Linked DNA regions of Astyanax mexicanus: region 1 is linked to region 2. The links are chromatin contacts, called in public Hi-C maps. All regions are on one chromosome and are shown on one strand. The core of a region is the stretch at or near the end of the contact, and the rest is flanking DNA. Distances in the headings are between cores, read along the strand shown. Region 1 has its middle 18 kb from the start of trnas-aga. Region 2 holds the start of LOC103025336 (rho-related GTP-binding protein RhoB).

Evidence for each region. A called contact is a pair of places that touch in the nucleus more often than the background predicts.
Region 1: a Hi-C map of muscle shows a contact between it and region 2, with 11 times the contacts expected there. The contact joins the enhancer-like site here to the promoter of LOC103025336 in region 2. A contact is called at or near these places in 2 of 3 Hi-C or Micro-C datasets (both in muscle).

The regions. Positions count from the first base shown.
Region 1 is chr14:13,310,320-13,315,748 of AstMex3_surface, reverse strand. No RefSeq gene overlaps it. Among protein-coding and RNA genes, the nearest start is that of trnas-aga, 18 kb to the left of the region's middle. Within about 2 kb of position 3,893, the one cell type or tissue checked has an H3K27ac peak away from gene starts, as active enhancers do.
Region 2 is chr14:13,267,448-13,272,840 of AstMex3_surface, reverse strand. LOC103025336 (rho-related GTP-binding protein RhoB) reads right to left here and starts at 3,485. Exons shown (of 1, transcript XM_015607907.3): 1 at 755-3,485. The coding sequence starts at 3,226. The coding sequence ends at 2,636.

The sequences.
Region 1 (5,429 bases), core at 2,644-5,143, 42 kb before region 2:
AAGTATCAGATAAACAGAAACAAGACTACAATTTGTAATTATAGAACTACAATGTTCTCATAATGCTTGATCAATATATATCTTGTTGGTTCTTCTTTGGCACCTTTATTTTTAAGAGTGTTAAAGTCCTCTTTAAGTTCTATAACTTTATCTAATTGTGATTTGGGCATGATTACAGCTTTGTGACTGGACAGACTACCACAGATTCCCACATATCAACAGCTTTTTTTTTCTTTTTTTTTCATTGGAATGAATAGGGTGCAACATTTTGGCTCCCTTCAAATGATACAAATACTCTAAAAGGACCCACCCATCACCACCTTTAACTATATCCACCACATTGGATACCAAAGCAACCACTTAGCTACAGCATAGCAACCAGCTTGTATATCATAGCAACCAGCTACTGTATCAACATCATGGAAACCACCTGGAAAACCAGCCAACTAGCAACAGCCTAGCAACTCTTTGTACGTGGAGTCCACTTTAGTGCTCACTGCTCAACCACTCTGCATTTCTATCATTAAAAGCTCTTTTCTTGTTTATAAGTGAGTTATAAAAGTAAGTAAAGGCAAGCAGAACCTGACAGTGGGTTTGTAAAATCTCCAAAGGTCAAATCATTGCTAACCCAGGATTCTGTACAACTCTGCAACAGTGCGGATGAAGCACTTAAGAGCATTTATAAAAATACTAAGCTGACATTTTAATGTATAATTGCACATTACGCAACGTCTGAGTTCGACTACAGGCAAACTGAATATATTATAATTCATAATGGACTGCATTTGGTACAGCTCCCTATTAATAAAGGTACACCTACAGGGATGACATGCCTTAATGTCTTCTAAACATCGTCCAGCTGTTGCATTTCCAGCTCTTCTGGTCAGACGAGGAGCACATTACAGGGCAGGGTGACATTTAAAATTCTGCTGATGTGCAAAAGGCATTATACATTAGGCAGTGTTTCAGAGGCGGTCCTCCCTTCAGAGATCACTCTTTATGACCCAGTTAGAGTGATGTGAAGAGCTGTTATAAACGTGTTTCTTGCACTCGCTGCAGCGGGGAGGAAATGAGGGGACTGTTCATGGCACCAGTAATTCTTCTCCCCACAGCAGCACACACTCAGCACACTCAGCATGTACTTGTTTCCATCCTGCGTTTGACACATTCAGCCAAACAGCCGGAGTCAGTGTGTTCAGTGCTGCTGACCTGTACTCGGTGTACTCACGGCTGTGTCCAGGCTGGATAATGGCCAGATAATGCTGCCCTTCCTGTTTAACACAAGCTAATGGCAGAGTCTGATCACCAGCACAGAGCCTCCTGAGTGCAAATTGACCTCTATTTTATAGAAGTGGGATGATCATATTTTGGTTATTAAAAAAAATGAGGACACAGAGGATGTTCTGGTATCTGTCCTGATTAGGATGTCATGGCCTGGTGGAGTTTAAGTTGGCCTGAATAAGCTGTAGGACCATGGCAATGTGTGTCTCTGAAGGTGAAGGGTCCCTCAGGTTCTCCTGTCATCTCCTGCCCGGCCAGACATGGCAGTCTATGGACAGTCAGGCTTCTCCGTCACCTTCACACACCCTCAGCTGCTCACTCTCCACAACATCACATGAACATTTACATGAACTCTAATAATCCATTACTGGTGTGGCTATTCACATAAATATATATCGCATACAATAGAATAAGCCCTGCCCCAGCACTGAGCTGTGCAGCAGTAGAACTAACTGTGTTCTCTGAAAGATGTTTGTGCTCCATCATATATTTTTGGGATGAGTTGGGGATGAGGTGAGGTGGTGAACATCTAGCATTCTGACCTCACTGACATTCTCTCTTGTCACTGAATCCAGTTAGATCCTCAAAGCAATGCTCCACAGTCTAGTAGAAAACCTTCCCTGGATACTGGACTCTTTTTTAATACTAGGAAGGCACTGAATATTCAGATTTGTATTTAATAAATATTTTAAATAGTAGTTTTGTCATTGAAAAAAATCATCTGTGCTATTTAATTTATGCAATGGTGAAACAATGTAAAAATGAATGAAAACCTGTAAAAAACGTTCGTTGGTATGCTTAATTTTATAAATTTTATATGCTTAATTTTTACAACTTTTGTCTACATTGTGTTTGTTAATGCACAGAAACATTTGCTCATTATCAAATAGCCTCAATAGCCATATCAATGTGACCATATCATCTTTCTTGTGTCTGCGTGTGTGTCTTACAAATAAATAATAATAAATAATAAAAAATAAACCAAAAGTAAAAATTTAAAAACACATAAATAAAGTTGAAGAAGAAATCTTCAAAAATCACTATTCCACACTTTTTAGGCCTCCTGGTCTGTCTAAGTGTGAGCTAGATTGAAGAGCAAAGCTTGCAGCAGTTTCAGATCCTGGATGCTTGTGAATCTGTCCAACAATTCCACAATATCAGCGCACCTTATATAACATCATTAAGCACTGCTTTACCAAACCAGCTGTTAATATGATGATAACTAGATAAGTAATGAATAATACTAGACTTCTCTTCTATGGGGGGAGCTTTGGAGGTGTTTTAACCCTTCTGTGGTGTTCATATTTTTGTTACTCGTTTACTTTGTTACTTGTATTTAATTCAGCAAAATTAAGCAATTTTACATTAAAATGCTTTACACATGCTTGCTCCACCTAAATTGCAAGCAATATAAACAGCTTACATGGTTAATATTTGCCCTTTACCTTTCTTATGTTACATTTCTTTCAAAAAGTGCTACTCTTTTTTTATTAGTTTTTTAATAAAATGTAAAAGAAAATGAATTAAACTCAAGATAAGAGTAGAAAATTTGTTTAGTTTCAAATTTGTAAATGAAACAATGTTTATTAGCTCTTGGCCAAACATACTGTATGTAATATAAATGCTTGGGGGGGGGGGGGGTACAGTGTGTGTTTATCGAAAATATGTTTTGATATATGTTTTTCACAAAAAATGAGCCAATGCCAATCAGTTTGAGTTAGAAAAAATATTTTTTAGTATAATTTGATGAAAAATGAAAACGGGTCCCACAGACCCGAACACCACACAAGGGTTAATCAAAACTATTGAACTAAAGCTTTTGAACTGTACTGTATATACATTCCAGACAGTAGGGCATTTTTTATGTATATGTCCTTCACATATACAGTAGAGGTTTTCCCATGAAATCCGCTCAGTATTCATTCTGTCTGAGCACAGAGGCTCACTGTGTTGTGTTGAAGCATTTAGCCTTTGGCAGCAGCAGTGAGAGCGAGGCCCACTGCTAAGTTGTGATTAATGCTGCGTTGGTGTGGCTTTTGTCAGACATCAGGTCATGCCGAGGCACCCTGGCCCGCTGCCCAGACTTGTTTAGAACATCCGGTAGCGTCTCGTCAGTTTCTCATGCATCGCATATCCGCCTGGGATGCGTTTCTCTCATCAGTGATTCTCCAGTGCTGATGAACTAAAGCCTTTGTGTCATTGGCTTTGTTTGACTCGGTTTAAACTACTTTGTGTCCTAGCACTCTCGAGCCGCACGTATCTTGTTGTATGAGTAGTTAGATTAGGTTTATTGGACGCCTCGTGTTGGAGGAGGCAACACGACTAAAGCCTTTGTGTCATTGGCTTTGTTTGACTCGGTTTAAACTACTTTGTGTCCTAGCACTCTCGAGCCGCACGTATCTTGTTGTATGAGTAGTTAGATTAGGTTTATTGGACGCCTCGTGTTGGAGGAGCAGTGTTCAGATTAGGTTTATTAATGAGATCCATGCTCTGCTGTCCTGGCTGAAGGCCTGCTTCTTCACTCCAGTACACTGCAGCAGCTGTTTGAGCATGTATCTTGCTGACAGCAACAGCTTTAAGGACCAGGAGCCAGCTGTCCTGACACGTCGCCATCCAGTCTGAGTCGATAGCTAGAAACTGCATATTTGCTGTCTTACTCCTACAATTGGATAACATAGACATTAGCAATAATAACCTTGTATTATAAATTGTGCTGACTGTTGCTAACACAATACAGTAAACGCTGTGTGTTGCTCAGGGGTCTTACTGTGGGGGTGCTGATGTTCAGTAATGAGCTCAACATGCTGATTACAGTGCTGTGAAATACTTATGGAGGCTAATTGCCTCCTTAACTACATCATCAACCAATTAGCCAAATTTGGCTTAGAATTGGGGTCAATTTAACCTGACACATTCAGGCGTGCTCTTGTGGAAAGGAAGTATACTTAAGAGCATTAAAACTATGTTCAAATTAGGTAAAGAATACCAAAAGTACATTTTCTATTTAATATACTTTATGAAAATACACATTAAATATACTTTCTCTGTATTTCCATAAAATGTTTTTTGGCAATATTTGTATTTTTAAGCAATATGCTTTTAATTATACGTTGTGTTGACAGAAAAAAATATATAGTGGCATTAAATACTGCTTAAAGTGCACTTTAGTGTAGTTTTTTCCCCAGAAGCATTAAAGTTCACACAATATGTGCAAATATGCAAAGTAGAACATATTTCAATGGTGTTAAAAATTATGTTTGAAATACACATACTTAAATATAAAGTACAACCTAATGCTTTTATGTTGTATTTAAATATAGCTTAATGGCTTAATTGAAATATATGTTGCCATAATTTGTTCCAAAATAGTAAATTTATTATGTATTTAAGTATGTGTTAATTTTAATGCTAAAAGTATGTACTTTCCCATGTTAAGTATACTTTTAAAAATATACTCAAATGCACATTTTGATGTTGATTACCCTTCTTTTGGATATTGTAAATTATGATTTATAAATTGTTTCTTACATTTACTTTGACTTTTATTTCACTGCAAACACAATCAACCCGACATATTTCATGATATTACATGATTTATCTGCTCAACTTCAGTTCATTTCTTTAAAATACATCCATTCCTGCATTTCAGGCCTGCAACACCTTCAATACATCCAAAAGAATTTGGAATACTAAAGCGTATTTACCGCATTTGTAGTGTTGCCATTCCTTCTGACCACACTTAAAATTCTCCATTAGGGATCATTGGTCAGGACTGTAAGCATGCAAATGTGTGCAGCATATGGTTTTGCATGGTCTTGTTAAAAAAAGCACAAACAAAAGTGAAAAATATGTTATCTTGGGAGAAGCATGCAGTATGTTGTTTTAAGATCTCAATGTTCATTTCTGCAATAATGCAGTCATTGCAAAAGAGTACACAAGTGTACACAACCCCATATAATGACAGACCCTGGCTTCTGCACTGAAATAGAGGTCAAAATAAATGTAAGAAATGCTGAGATATTTTGTGATTTGTGTTTGTAGCTAAAAAACAATGAGTAGCATACATGCCACATAATAAACAAAATATCTCAAAGAAATGAGAAGCCACTGAAATGTACTAGTTTTGAAATGCAATTTCTAAGGTCCAG
Region 2 (5,393 bases), core at 2,236-4,735:
ATTTAAAGAGCAAAGATCCATGATTCTTTGTCCTTTAAAATGGTATTGGTATTATTATATTGGTCTTTCAAGAATTGGGGTACATTTTATACCTCCCATATATATCTCCCAATCTTTCCAAAATATGTAAAAAAAATAAATAAACAAATAAATAAATAAAAAAGCTTTACATTGACCTCTACTTAAAGTTAAGGATTTTTCTTCACCTGTAAAGTTGCTATTTGGAGATATGAAGTGTTTGCTGGACAGTCTATATATATTTATACTCCTATATTTATTCTTCAATGGGTTCTTTGGTAGAGATAATGATTTTGTGGACACTCAAAGTAACAATTAAATTAGTATTAGTATATTAGTATATTTTACCTGGTTTACCTAAATTATTCTTAAAATACATATAAATAAAACATATTGTGTATTGTTCCTTACAAACCATATTTAAATTATTATGTATATCGTCAAAAGCCAAGTAATCTTTTTCATAATATATACAACACAACAAAATAAATTTACTTTAAAGAGTAGAAAAGATACTAGTGGAGATGAACAAAGCCTGCTGTTGTGCTGGAGGCAGTAGGACCATGAGGCAGCGGAGCTGAGTGTGAGCAGACCCCACCCGTACTGCCCTTTTCAATCCCTTTCATTATCTACTAGTGTAATACACATGAAACCACAGCTAAACCAGTACCAGAACCAGTGCAATATTGCTTAAAGGCACATATTTGACACTTGTACATAAACACAAGACACATACTTGTATTGCAATTGAATATTTATTTTATTTTTTCTGTTCATTGCTGGGTTACTGTAAACATGACAGCCAACGCCTCAGAGCTGACCCAGGTCAGTCTGAAGTTAATGCAGTGGTACCACAGGCTTAAAGACATATAAAAGTCCTAAAAACAACAAAACAGAAAATGTACAGAGCTTCAGAGCTGAACTTCATAGGCCGCCTCTGTAACAGAGGGTGTGCGTAGTGTGTCACGCTAACCCAGAGCTGAGCCAAAGCAGAAAAGGGCCCACACCCCAACCCAGCCAATCCCAGCCGAGCCCTATACACCCCAAATCAACAAAAGCAGCTCCCATAATCCCATCAGTGCAATCGTGACAAACTTCATTGTTGGTGCTCGAGCAGAGGGGCTGCGTACGAGTTTACCGAGCGCTAGGGTGGGGTAGCAGACTGCACGGGCACCCAGTGCAACAAGAATGGAAACAACAAACGGAGATTCAGACAATGCTGGGCTATTTAAGCATGCAGATTCACCAGCATGGGCCCACACTTTAACATTTCATGGTGTGGGCATGTATGTACGTATGTATGTGTGTTGTAAATGTGTGTGCATACAATGAATCGAGGTGACTTTTGCAACAGCACAATACACAGTCCCGGAACACACTGACTGACCACTTGCACCCATCCCCCACCCCTCCATCCCCCTTCTTAGTGCTGCATCAAGTCTCTCACTGTGCAACAAAAGCACAGCTGCCCTGCTCGCACTGCAGTCTCACCACAGCTGGCAGCTGACTAGAAAGCTAGCATTTTGTACAAGTCTCCTCCTGTTCTTTTTTTTTGAGGGTCATCCCAGTGTACATCCCAAAGACCACCTCAATGCAGTGGCAAGGCATATTCTTTTTCTTCTCATTTCTCTCATTTAAAAAAATCCCCAAAAAACAAAATACAGAGCCCTATGCATGTGTCATATAAACAAGGCAAGGCTGTATACAGTGTTAAGCCTATAAGTTACATTGTTCTGTACTTTGTTCTGTGTGGCAGCAGCAGCAGCAGATATTGTGCCCAAGCTACCCAACCACCCAGACCCACCCATGCATGCATTATCCAGAGCATGCTGTTGTTGTTGTTGGTGGTGGTGGTAGTAGTACTTGCAGTGTGAATAGTATAGTGCCTGTGTCTTTTTCGGCTGCCACACAGCACCAAAACAACAAAGCAAAAGAGAGAAAAAAAGAGAGCAAGATAGAGAGACACACAAACACAGAGAGAGATACAAAGTTGAGGGTTCACAAGCCCCCTACCATCCCCTCTCTCTCTCTCTCTCTCTCTCACTGTTCTGTGTCCATTCTTTTCCTTCTTTCTCTACTTTTTAGTGTTGGTGCAGGGAGGGCATCAAGGGACACTTCAAACCCCTCCCCCCTCATCTCTCCAAACACCCCCCCCACCCAACTTGTCCATGAGTAAAGAACTAGACTCCAGGCTGGGTCAACAAGTCAACTGGGTCCTTTTAGAAAGTTCTGTCCATGGGTTTGTCCATGTTGGCTCCACAAGGCATGGAGTCAGTCAGTGTCACTGATGGGACCAGGAGGAGTTTAAACATGGGAGTCAACATAGGCCCCACCTGGTTTGTACCTTGCACACACACACAAATATAGGGCCTAGATGGAACCCCTAGATGGGAAGCCCAACTAGTCGTTAGAACACAAGTACAAACCCACTCAGAGCCCATGCCCATTTAGAACCGACCTGGAACCCAACTGGAACTCAATTGGAACCCACCTAGACCATGTTCCACCTAAGTGAGCCCCACATTAGCATGTTTCGTTTCTTGTCTGGGGAACCATGTCCTCTTCTCGTAGGAGTTCGTACAGGAGCTCACATGATTTCACAGAAGTTTACATGAGTTCACAAGAGCTTGCAGCAGTTCGCGCAGCCACCAGCCGGCCTGGACCTCTTCTGGAGCGCAGCACGCGTGGCAGTCTCAAACACCTCCCGTACGCCGTCCTTGGTCTTAGCCGAGCACTCCAGGTAGTCGTAGGCACCGATGCGCACGGCCATGGCGCGGCCGTCCTCAGCGCGCACCGGCTCCTGCTTCATGCGCGCCAGCTCGCCGCGCACGCTCTCGTCGTTGCGCAGATCCTTCTTGTTGGCCACCAAGATGATGGGCACGTTGGGACAGAAGTGCTTGACCTCAGGCACCCACTTCTCCGGGATGTTCTCCAGAGAGTCCGGGCTGTCCACGGAGAAGCACATGAGGATCACGTCCGTGTCCGGATAGGAAAGGGGGCGCAGGCGGTCGTAGTCCTCCTGGCCGGCCGTGTCCCACAGCGCCAGCTCCACCTGCTTGCTGTCCACCTCGATGTCAGCCACGTAGTTCTCGAAGACGGTGGGCACGTAGACCTCAGGGAACTCATCCTTGCTGAAGACGATGAGCAGACACGTCTTACCGCACGCCCCGTCCCCCACCACCACCAGCTTCTTACGGATAGCAGCCATGTGCTCGGTGTGTCCTCGCTGCTTTTACGCACGGATTAAAACTCTGAAAATCCTTATTAAAACAGGATCAAATGAAATACACAGTTAGAAAAGTGTCCAGGCTGAGGCTGTGTTGCTTCTTCAGTATCTCCAGCTGAGACTGTGTAGCTTATTCAGGATCTCCAGCTTATAAAGTAGCTCCTCTCACTTCAGACACAGCAGCTCACCACCTCAGCCTCTCACTGTTCAGTTCTCAGGATTTCAGAGCACAGAGTTCCTTATAAAGCGCCTCGCCGCTTTCTTAATATAGCCCTCCAATGGCAGGCCGAGGGATTACCTCATGGTTTTTCTCTCCGGCTCTGATTGGCACCCTCGTGATCAGGGGTGTGACTGTTCTCGCTCACCACGAGGACCTGGGAAACGTTTTTTTTTTTTTTAAATAAATGAAAATACTTTGATTTTTCCCTAATTTTAATTTATATTGACACAAATCGCAGTATAACAAATGGGAAAAAACAAGTATAATCAAAAGTAAAAAAATACTCCTAATAAAGTAAACTATTATTGGTATTTAACAATAAGTCTATGCTGTGCTGATTTAGATGGCCACTTCAAATTAATTTAAAATTAAATTCTGATTATAAAGAAAATATTTATATATGAGTATATTTGTTAGGGTTCCTACATATAAGATATACTTTGAAGGAATTTAGTAACATCACAAATAAACAAAAAAAAACTGCATTTTTCAATTTACCTTTCTGAATATAATTTTTACCCAGAATTATAATACACTAATTTAAATAAATATGTAGCTCCAGATTTACTTACTAAAATAAATCTGTGAAATATTGTGTATAAATGATATACACAAGTACAAATAACATAATAGTTAAACTGGGATTGGAAGTTTACTTCTATCACATTTTATTTTTATACATATTATAATGCCCTTTTAGATCAGTGTAAATAAACATAAATACTTTATTATACATAACATATTCGTTAAACATAATAAGCAGCCAGCTACACAATATTACACATAATATAGCCACCTTTTATTATCATAGACTGTTTTCCACGCGTTTTCCGACAGACCCCGCCCTCCTGCGTTACGATTGGCTACAGGGGTCACATAAATGCGGATGTGGACGGATATGGAAGGCGCCAGCTGTGTTCGTGGGAATGCTGGGATGTGTAGTGTATGTATTAAGATTAAATGTTTTTTGTAGTCTAGTCGTTTTAAACCACAAAGTATCTATATTTAATAAAATAATAAGACTAAAATGTTTTATATGTAAAATAGAGATGTTTCATCCCATACTTTTTCCTGTTATCACACTATGTTTACCAGACTAGCTGTTATATACTAGAACACTACAAATATTACTGGCTTCTGTAAAATGTATTTTAATTTGATTATTTTAGACTAATTTTACACTGTTCTTGTCATAGTAGGGTTACTTTAGCGTAGCCATAAGGGCATTGCCCATTTCCCTTCCGAATGAATCAAAGCCATACAAAAGATATTGTCCTTTATTTTGGAATCTGGAACAACATGTATTTTCTCTGATATTATCCTGTATTTTTCTGCTTTTACAGTCAACCCTGTTGAAAAACCCACTGTAAACTGGTTTCAAATGGTTAGAGGATGGTCAAAAAGCTGTTCATCCAGGTGAAAACATTCCCTATACTGGTAAGTTAAATTTGCAGAGTATACATATAACCTGTGTCTGTAAAACCTATGCTAATGACCTTATTTTACACTTTAGTTTTGTTTTGTTATTAACTCATTAAGGTTACACTAAATTAGTTACAAAGACATTGCCCAGTTGTCTTCTTAAAAAGCTAAAAAACAAACACCACAACAGGTCAGCTTTTCCTCTACTATAAAAGTATTAGCTGTAAGACCACACCATTATTTTTGTTATCCTAAATCACAGATATTTACCCTGAATTGTATTGTATTGCCATGCTTTTATAGGCAAGTTTATGATCTAACCAAAATATATATTGCCTTCAAAGACACCATTGACTAGATCTTAATGTTTTAAAGAGATAAAGAGGGTTTTAATGAGATAATAACAAGCCATATCATGATATATTATTTTATCATATACGTCTTGCCCAAGAATACGGAATAAAAAAGTTAAACCTATATGTTGGAGTGTAATGTTTGTAATGATTT